Linked DNA regions of Mus musculus: region 1 is linked to region 2. A link is a contact called in public Hi-C data. All regions are on one chromosome and are shown on one strand. Each heading gives the region's core, a stretch centred on a gene start, on an enhancer-like site or on the middle of the called end of the contact. The rest is flanking DNA. Distances are from core to core; before and after follow the strand shown.

Region 1 (5,282 bases), core at 2,181-4,680, 1.2 Mb after region 2:
TCATTAAATGCCCCGAGTAGTCATTTATACTCTGATATAATGCAGGCGGTGGCTTGAGTTTGAGGAACAGGAAGGGATTCAGGAGCCTGCATTTGAGAGAAGAGGACGTTGAGACTCAGCGGCATACAGCACTTTTAGTAAGGATGCTGGATACTGAGCAGAGGATTTGAAGCTCCAGCGGACCTAACGTGTCTGACTCTGGAGGGTTTCCACTTTCCCTTTTGCCACTTCCGCAGTTGCTGCAATTCCTGAAATGCTCCACATCTGCAAGCAGAGTAACCATCTATCCCATGTTGCCCAAGCCTTTCAAATTCTTCACTTTGTTGCAGTGCAATAATTAAAATGTGACAATAACACCCTCAGCTAGTTCATCGGTTTTGTCTTTTGTTTTTGTTTTTTCCTTTTTTATTTATTTACTTATTTTGTGGTAGCTGAGGAGAAGGATCTCAGGGACCCTCCAACACGATCGATCTTAACCCTGAAGGTGACAAAAGGGCAGCTGTTGATAAGCCATGTCTACTCTATAAAAGATTACATTTAAAGTTCAGGGCTTTCTACTGGGGAATTTCATGTGTGTGGCTGTGCATGTATACATTTTATTTTTCAATGATCTGGAGATCTCTTATAACACAATTACAAATTATTGTAATTTGATTCTAACTAAATATAGGTGTAGCAAATAGGGATCTTTGGTTTACAAATTATTTTCTTTCTGTGTAAAAAATATATGTGTGCATTCTGAATGGTCTACAGTGAGCTTGTGCAAAATTTGTACCAAAGGATAATCTTTAATATTAGAGTTGAGAAGTGTCAGCTGAATTCTATTTTGAAGAAAATAAGGTGTCATAGTTGGGATACAATAATTCTCCCAAGCAGAACAAAGTCCTTATAGCTAAAATGTTCTTGGTGATTCTGGTTTCTCCTTCAAACTTCATGTAAGTGTGAATTAACTCTACTGTAGAGAATGGTCTGAAAATGAAGGTCTAGAGGAGAGGAGGTAGGTGTGGCGCCTCTGAGGTGGTACACTTTCAGATCACTCATGGCTCTTAAGAGTGTTCTGTATCGTGTCCAAGTCTAACAGTAAGACAGCTCTTAAAAAAATAGGTCAGTTTTGTGCTTGTCTTTCATTTTACCTGCTCTGGTCCATGGTCCCTCTAGCCAGTGACATTCCTGAGCAGAAGAGAAGAGAGTGCATAGCAGTGCCATAAAATGACCCAGGAAGTTTGTACACTGTGGACAGTCAACCTCGAGCTGATCGATGTTCAGTGCAAGCCCTTCAGTGAGACACTGTTGTGTTGTGACTACTCTTGTGACTTGTGACAAGTTGCCTTCTCCTCTTTAATTTCCATTTCTCCAAGTGCAACGTGGAATTTCCATCATATGCCCCATGGTTCTCCGTGGTTCTGGTGGGATTTGAGGAGCGTGAATTACAAACTGGTATCCCGGAGCCATCCAGTCTAACGCAAGCTTTACTTTGCTCTGGGAGTAAACCTTAAGAAAAGGTCAGTTTTGCAGACGTCTTGAGGTTGTGTTCCAACGTCCTCGTTAAATAACCGAAGTCCAGACTGGCAGGCCCAGGGGAATATTTAATCAAGTAAAAAAAAAAAAGGCCAAGTCATTACTGGAACTCCGTCATCAGACCTGTAAACACAAGCATTTATTTGTGGGTGTCATGAGAAAGTGTGTTCACTTGTAATACTCTCTCCTGTACAGGTTCTACTTGTCAAATGTGTATGACTCTTCTGATAATTCAGAAGAGTGGAGAGAGCAAGACGAAAGGAAAGAGAGAAAATTACAACTGTAAACAGACTCTGGACAGCGAAGGATCAAAACAGCCTCTGGCTTGACTGGATGAGTCATAGCTATAGTCAGACCACAAATAGAAGCATAGCTTCTCTGTTGAAGGGCAGTCTTCCTGTCTGGAGAGGAAACCCAGCTCTGATTGGAGATAGTAGTTTTTGCAGACTTCAAAGCATCGCAAGCAACTGAACAGACAAGAGAAAGGGTTGGTAAACAGCGTTCCAGGTGCTACTCTGGAGAACCAGCCGCACAGCTCTGATTTGAAGCTATGTAGACATACTTTCATCGGAAGCCAAAAGCTGGTGGTTTGTTTGTATGCTTGGTTTGTTTTTTTCTTCTGCTTCTTTCTATAGTATTACTCCCTTCTAGCATCTGCATCTAATTTCATCTCAAGTAATGCAAGTTGTTCCTCCAGGCTCACACTCCAGGGCACAGAGAGAGATTGGCAAAGGGCCATCTAAGGAGGTAGGAGGAAGGCAAGGGCACGTGTTTTGAAACTACGAGGAAGGTGATGCTTTCAACAGGGCAAGTCTGAGACTGAGAGGGTGTGGCAGAACAGAGGAACATTCTAGTGGTTCCTACTAGGTAGACAAGCCAGTTTGGCCTCCTGAATTTAGACTTTAACACTGAGTCTGGGTATAGCTTAAAATTTAGTGTATATGTGAGGAAGAAGAACATGGAAAATTGGAATGAACGAATGGGACCCGGTGTCGGAGCCTGAGTGCCATTAAAGGTCTGGACTCTGTATGCTGTGGAAACAGGGAGGCAAGAAACAGAGACTACGGAAAGATGGGAACTCCAACCATGGGAGGTAGAATGAAGCAAGCTCAGGAAGGCCAACTACATCTGCTGTCACTTGGATGCTTGTCCAGCACAACGTAAGCCCCTGAACTTAGAAAGCACATAGGAGAGACGATGACATCGATAGATCTAATCGCTGGAGGATAGCAACATAAAATGTTTTTTACCAGTACATGTTTTGGTGTGTGTTAAGGTCATTGAGCTGAGTAGATGGGACCTGGAAAACTATATAGTCAGGTGATTGAAAATGACAAATGCATAATTTCCATTTGATAGACATAGGGGACAGGCAGTGAGGGAAAAGTTACCTGCACCATGTGTTTGACATTGGTGGTTTTGACTGACACAGGTTCACTACTTGCTCCACATTTCCTTTCCAACCTACGCTAGTAGCTTTTCTATCTGCTGTGATAAAATTCCCAGCTAAAGTGACCTACAGAGGAAGTATGAATTTAGACCTAAAGTTCCAGAGTACACAGGCCATGGTGGCAGGGTAGGTGCAGGAGGCGATGCGTCCTATTACATCTGTAATCAGGAAGCAGGCATAATGAAAGATGTTCAACCTCACTTTCTCATTTCATTCAAATCGAAACCCCAGCCCATAGAATCATACCTTCCACTTTCAGGGTGTCTTTTTCCACCTCAATGAACCAAATCTAGACTTATTTAAAGGATCGTTTCCATACCGACTCAAGTTCTGGTCGAATTGACATTTGGTGTTAGCTATCACACAGCTTTGATTTCACCCTGAGTCTTGGCCCTTGGGATCCCTGCAACACTGAACTTCTGTCAGGCAGCTGTGCCCTGGCTTCCTGTCTGAGGGTGGGTGAGTCACCTGTTCCCACTGGGTCCTGCATTCCTCATGTGTGAAATGAGGATGGGACAACAGTCTAGCTGTATGTCTGGAACAAGAAGCACCTGTTGCCAGCATTCTCTTTAATAAGCAAGCAAGCAAACAAACAAAGCCAGCCAATGAATCCTTCCTGTCATCATCCATGTCTTACAGATGGCCTAATAGATGATACATTAAATGATACATAATGCTCAAAAGGCCATAGGGTAACGTGTCCTGCTGACAGGCTCAGCCACCTCACTTTTAGCACCATTCCTTCTACTCCAAGCAGGTGATACTGATGTCTAGAAGTAAACAAAGAAATGTGCTCAGCTTCCCGAGATTTCTCTTTTTAATTATTTTTATTTATGTACCTATTGAGCTGTGTGGACTGCATGCACGCAAGTGCCTATTGAGGTCAGAAGTGAGCATCAGATCCCACAGAGCCAGATGCAGAGGCAGTTGTGAGCTGTCTAAAACGGTGGCCGGGAACTGAATTCAGGTCCTCTGGAAATGCAGTGAGTTTTCCTAAGCCCTGAGCAGTCCCTTCATTCCTGCTGTAATTTTTATTGAATACACCAAGCTTTCATTAGTTCTTCTTCATAAAGCCAGACCAACAGCAAGGGAATCATTTTAATGGGGTCACTGCAACATTTTAGAAGTTGGATTCATTCTGTTTAAAACCACTTCCTTTCATTGGGATGCACGCAGCTGCCACGCTTCCTTCTGTGGGCAGAACTTCATGGCCAGCTGCAGGAGGTTATGCACTTGGATGCAGTAAGCCGACGGACAAAGCAACTCCACATTCTTTTCGTAAAACTTTGCGTCTCTCTGGCCATTCGAGGACAAGAATCCGGGGCCAAAAGGGACCCTGAGCTCATGTATGCCATCACCCTGAACTCACGTAGTCCAACAGCTATGCAGAGGTTTTAACGGTTTTCTTGAATTAAGATATCACTTCAGGATCCTGGACTTGTAGTTGTCCGTTTCCTCGTGACCGCTCCAGCTGCTTGCTCTGTAATTAACTCACATTTAACACAGCTGAAGCAAAGTCCACGGTACCATCTCCAGGTTCCAATTTTTCCTTTTGAGACCCACTCACTCTAACAACCTTAAACCTGCTCTTTGACATCCATTTCTTGATTTTTTTTTTCAGTTAGTAAATTCTGATCATCATGTCCCCCCTCTAAGGCGTTTCTGTATCTGTCCTTCTCTGCGTACTTTCCCTTTCCACACTCAAGACTACGGCACCGTCCTGCTCTAGGTGGCGTCACAACTGCTCCCTCACAACCCTTGGTGATCACACCTGCACACCATGGTTCTAAACAGGATGCATTTTCCAATCTTACCAACCATAGAACTTCTTTTTTTCACTCCCAGGGCCCTTTCTGGGAAATACTTACTGGTCCAGCGTTTCCAGATGAATTGTTGTCCCCTCTCACTGTGACATCTGTCCACCCCCTTTTGTCACTAAACTTGTTATTTCCTCCGCTTAGAATGCCCTTCTTCCTGGCTCCTGCCATTGGGAAAGCCTACGCTGTTTCACGGCTCAGTTCAAATGTTCCTTATTCTCTGAAGCTGCCTTTGATCTCACGACCTGGCATGACCCCCACGGTTTTGGAGGACTATGTACGTGATTCTATTATAATATTTAACAACATATGCTATGTAAAATATATCACCTAATAGTGCTATACTGTAGATGTGAGTCTATTACATATTTAATAATTTATATATAAATTGCAGACAATATTTACTGTAATTTAAAAATTACATGCTGGTTGTGTGTATTTGAGTCTATCTGCCAACAATTCTAAGGTCTTCTAAGAAATGGGAGCTATGTATTTCT
Region 2 (5,121 bases), core at 1,246-3,745:
GCCTTGTGGGGCAGACTATCACATACCCTGGGTCTGTGTGGTTTGTTGATATATATTAAGTTCTTGATGCACACAGTGAGAAACTTTCATTCAGAGTGCCTGTAGTCTGTCCCCGTTGCAGATCATAATTTCCTAGAATGAGTTCGCTGGAAGTGGGGATGGGCAGGGAGGCATGGACTGACCTGCAGAAGGGGTAGAAATAAGCTTGACACACCACCGTTCCTGGAACCCATCATTCTACAGGGAAGACATTCTCCCCTGGTGGCCTTATGTTCAACTAGCTGAGTTTAACATCAGGACCCAGGGGCCTTTTGATTTACCCAGTGAGCTGTAATAAGCTGCAAGGCCTCAGGTACCATCGTGTATAGAACAAAACATTTGAACAAATTAGAAGCCTGCAGCGCTGGAAGCCTGGCCTTCATGGGACTAGAAAAGGCACACAAAGTACTGGGACTGGGAAGAAGTCTCTCTCTAAACATGTGATTACACAGCTCCTTTCAGCCGAGGTGCTTTGGGTTCCTCCATGATTCTAGAATTCTAGAATCCTCAGTCTCGAACCTAAATCAGAAGTCCAGGGGTCAGGGAAGGAGACCAGGTGGGTGGCCGAACCCAGAGAACAATCCAGTGGAGGAACACAGGTTCTCTTCAGCTATGTCCTGGATCGTGTCACTCCTTTGCTCCCGCCTCCCCTGATGCCCCATTTCTCCTGTAGTGACATCCCAAGTCTCTGAAAACACTCACAATCCACAGACTTGCTTCTATGTTGCCTCTTTGGGCTTCATGCCCACTCCTTTCCCAGGCCCCTCTACCCCAGCACGATCAGACACTGCTATAGTGACACAGCTTCCTTCTCTCTAGAATGCATTTTGAGGCTTTCTTCTGGGCAGGCACTTCTATGGTTATATGATTGGTAAGCCCCTGCTCTCCACAAAAAGCTGGAATCTCACCTCCGCTGTAGCTCTACATCAGCCTGTGCATTGGTCCCTGGCCACCCCAAACCAGGGCTTTCTGCTGCCGGGACTTTAGCCCTCTTAGCACAGTAGATCTTTGCCCTGCTTAGGATATAGAATAACATTGGTCTCCCTGCTAGGAGGCAGGTCCTTCAGAGGCCTGTAGACCTCTGAAGTGTGCCTGCTCAGCCAAAGCTCCCTGAATAGAAGAGAAAGCAATGAAAGAGAATGTAAGAATTACCATTTTTGAAGTATTTTAAGCTTCATAGAGCAGTAGCAAAGACAATACAGGTTTCAAATAAATTCCTTGCAAATGCTCAATTGTATCACCATATTTCCCCGGAGATTAGCCATATCAACATTAACGTTACTAGTTTCAACTCCAATGGCATCTGCAGAACCCCTTGGGTTGCAAATGCCCTCTCCTCCCCAGCCCTCTCTTCCCCACTCTCTGCTCTCTCCTCTTTTCTTTTCTCAACTCTCCTCTCCACACATCAACTCACTCATACCACCTATAGTGCAAGGCTAGGGAGGAGAAAAGAGAGTATATCCACGAACAGATTAAAGAGGCTCTTCAAGGCTTCATGGTTTGAAAGAGAAGGATCAAATCGTAAGTGAGCCGGGGTTTCCTAACTCATGGCTTGTCCCTGTTTCTTTGGGCAATGCTGCCATTTTTCCAATCAGGTTCCATTGCCTCTGCTCTGGCTGCATGGGCTAGCATGGTTTTTTCCTTTCCTTTCCTTTCCTTTCCTTTCCTTTCCTTTCCTTTCCTTTCCTTTCCTTTCCTTCCCTTGCCTTCCCTTCCCTTCCCTTCCCTTCCCTTCCTTCCTTCCTTCCCTTCCCTTCCCTTCCCTTCCCTTCCCTTCCCTTCCCTTCCCTTCCCTTTCTTTCTTTTTTTGTATTTCTGACAAGGTGAAGATGGCAGCTGCCTCTTCAGCTTGTATGCTGGGCTGGCCCTGAGCAGCTGTAACTCACACTACCAAGTGCTGAGACACCAACATTCCTGCCCCTACACGGCATATCCTCCCCTCACTCAATCATTCTGCACCCGAAGTGCCAGAGGGAGGAGGTGCTGCCAGCCGTGGCTTACCACAGGGTCCTCAGGCGCCCTGCAGCCTGGTGACTGGGATGCCATCTGGCACCCGCCACAGCTGCAGGGCCTCCAGCCTGGCCTAGAAATCCAGAGTGGGCTCTTGGCATTGGCGCAAGAAAGCCCTCTAGCCTCTGGTCAGTATGTCCATCCTTTCCTAGATGGAACAAGCCACTGATTGTCTCCAGGCCTCAGCCTCCTCAGCTGTCAGGACAGGAGAAGAAGTGAATTTGGGAGTACTTGATCTTTCATTTTTCTCAGCCCTGGATCCCCTTATATTCAGGAAGGAGTCTTAGGTCCTGTTCCCAAGTAGAAACAGTACTCAGTATGGAGAAATGGAGACTCATGAGCAGTGAAAAAGTAGCGTCAGAGGGAGAGATCTGATATGGATGCTATGGTGAGGATCAGATGACTTCAGCATAGGTCAAGCATGCAGTCAGTGGTCAAATATTTGCAACAGCAGTAGTGAGAATGACATCTATCCCGAGTCTCATCTGCTCCCGTCATCCATCCGAAGCCAGGCCCTTGCTTTCCGCTGCCATGTGTTCTCTGTGCCAAGGGTGCACACACGCCTCTGTCCCAGCTTCCTAAAACATAGCTGTGCTATGCATTCCTTTCCTGTTCAGAATCCTTCACTGATGCCCAAGCACCCCAGGAGTTAGGTGTCAATGCTTCACACTGTGCATCAAGAGTCACAACACATGGGTCCCCCCTCCTAACCTTCCCAGCCTTCTTGGTTCCCCACACCTGCCCAGTGCTTTGGTAAACCTGCCTTTCGTGACCAACAACAGGTGCTAGTTGTTGATGTCTGGCAAAGAGCAATAAGATCGTATGTTAGATGTGGCTCTGGAGTCAGAAAAAAATTAATGTTGGATGGCTGTGTGGCCCTCAGCAATCTCTGAGCCTTGGTGTCCCCACTTCTAAAGAAGGATTTGTAAATGGTACCTCAGGACTGTGAGGACAGAAGCCAGATGGAGAGCGTCTGATCTCCAGTGAGTACCACTACTCAGTACCCCTTGTTACTCGGTGCTCCCATACTCTGGCTGGGTCCTGCCTAATACTGACCCCTTCCTGACGGACTGAGATATGCTTCCCTAGTACGCCTTCTGCACACACCCTGCTTTTCCCTTTGTAGAAGTCAGGTCTGGTTCTTCTTCTCAGTCTCGTGCTGTCAGAAAGAAGACTCAGGCTCAACATATATTTACAAATGCCTTGGCCATACAGCTAGGCTCTTCTCTGACTCGATCATAACTTAGATTAAACCCATTTATCCTAATCTACATTCTGCCATGTGACTGGTTACCTGTGCTCAGGTACCACACATCGATCTCCTCACATTTTCCCTGGTGAATTTCCTGTGCCTGGCACTATCCCAAAATCCTTTCTGCTTTTTGGATGTCCCACCTCCAACTTTCTGACTCCGCTATAGGGCATCAGTTATACTATTGACAGGTGTCACATCCATACAGACACAAGATATTTTCTCTACACCCCTCATAGTCTAGTGACTTGATTCTTCTTTTCTTTTTCCTTTTTCTTTTTCTTTTTCCTCTTTTTTCTTTTTTCTTTTCTTTCCTTTCTTTTCCTTCCCTTTCCTTCCCTTTTCTTTCCATCCCTTCCCTTTTCTTTTCTTTCCCTTTTCTGTCAGAGTGAAGCCCCTGAATGTAAGAAGAAATCTTTCACCAACCAGCCAGCACTTCAAAGGTGTCAACCAGAGTACGTTGGACAATGAGCTAAAACAATGAAATTAGAGTGAAAGTATGGATCAGGGAGATCTATAGACGCACACTGAAATCCTAAGGGTAGGCTACCTCTTCCATGGTCAGTACAGGATGGCTGAGTGCCAGCTCTAAGTCATGCATGTCACCCTGTAGGAGTGGATAAAGCCATTAGCGAGCCTGGGTGGGGATAGCTTTCTTTGCTCGGGTTGTGTTGCAGTACAGGAGGGTTGAACCCAATGAGCAAGTAGGGGTGAGGGAGGAGAGGCAATGAGAAAGTGTGATTTTTATTTGTTTACCTCTCACCTGTCGGGGCACCTTGGGCCATGGATGAAATGAATTAGGCTTTAAAAAAACCAAACCAAACCAAAAAAATGAACCAGTCACTCTTCAACATGGTCCGCAGAGCAGCAGCAATGGAATTCCATACCAGAGCAACAGAAATATAGAAGTGGATTGACAGTCGGAATCAGCAACTTCAGAGGGGGCCCAAGCAATCACCTATTCTATCTGGTCCTCATGTTCTGAGGCACGGTCAAGTTTGAGAACCACAGGGCTATCTATACACAGGGACTTTTAAAGTCCTTTCCTTTTGTTTGTAGTTGCAATGGTCTATATTTCTTCTATTGATGTCTTAGTCCTTTTGCTGATGAAGGAGCAGATACTCACCCTCACTCATTCCATTTATATGTTCTACCCAGCAAAGTCCTTGTCCTCTAAGACCTCAAGAACATCCACAGTTTAGGACCCTGGGGTGTCCCTGGACATGTGCTCTAGTGGTGGATCCTTTGAGAAGACATCCTATGTTGGCATTCTGATCCAGGGCCTAGCAGGCCCAAGGCAGGGTTTATGTCAGAGGCCTCAGGGAGGGTGAGGCTGAGGTCCAAAGAGGCCTGGTGAGGAGGGAGGCTGAGGTTCAGGGGTGTGACAGTGTAATCCCCTTACCCAGTGTCCCATCCTGGGGATGTGAAGAAAAGCTGTCCTGTGTTCTAAGAGGCTGGTTGCAGCCTCAATTCATTTTCACATTGGCTGCCTTTGGGGCCAATATGCCTCCACCCTGAATTTTCTATCCCTTTCAATGGGGCTCAGCAAATCATATGAAAAAGTCAAGAGGCTGTTTAAGAAGCACTCATCTGGACCCACAGACACACACACACACACACACTCTCTCTCTCTCTCTCTCTCTCTCTCTCTCTGCCCCTCCTCCAATGCCATGATGATTCACTTCACATCTCTTCTCCTGTCATTTTATGGAGTCATGATGATGGTGAGGATGAGCTTTAGGGGATAGAGTGGGTGTGGGGAACTCCGTGGTTAGAGGACCTCGCAGTGGGGACACCCTGTTGCAGAAGCAGAACTCAAA

What was found. Hi-C and Micro-C count contacts between places; a contact is called where the count stands out from the background.
Region 1: a contact with region 2 is called in a Hi-C map of myocytes, with 2.6 times the contacts expected there. The contact joins two enhancer-like sites. A contact is called at or near these places in 2 of 484 Hi-C or Micro-C datasets (bone marrow-derived macrophages and myocytes) and 1 of 115 datasets of contacts at active chromatin or transcription factors (large pre-B cells).

The regions. Positions count from the first base shown.
Region 1 is chr16:25,247,116-25,252,397 of GRCm38.p6, forward strand. No RefSeq gene overlaps it. Among named protein-coding and RNA genes, the nearest start is that of Tprg, 37 kb to the right of the region's middle. Within about 2 kb of position 3,431, at least 52 of the 459 cell types and tissues checked have an H3K27ac peak or open chromatin away from gene starts, as enhancers often do. A contact at or near this core is called in myocytes, where this site is marked.
Region 2 is chr16:24,071,261-24,076,381 of GRCm38.p6, forward strand. No RefSeq gene overlaps it. Among named protein-coding and RNA genes, the nearest start is that of Gm46545, 8.9 kb to the right of the region's middle. Within about 2 kb of position 2,496, at least 13 of the 459 cell types and tissues checked have an H3K27ac peak or open chromatin away from gene starts, as enhancers often do. A contact at or near this core is called in myocytes, where this site is marked.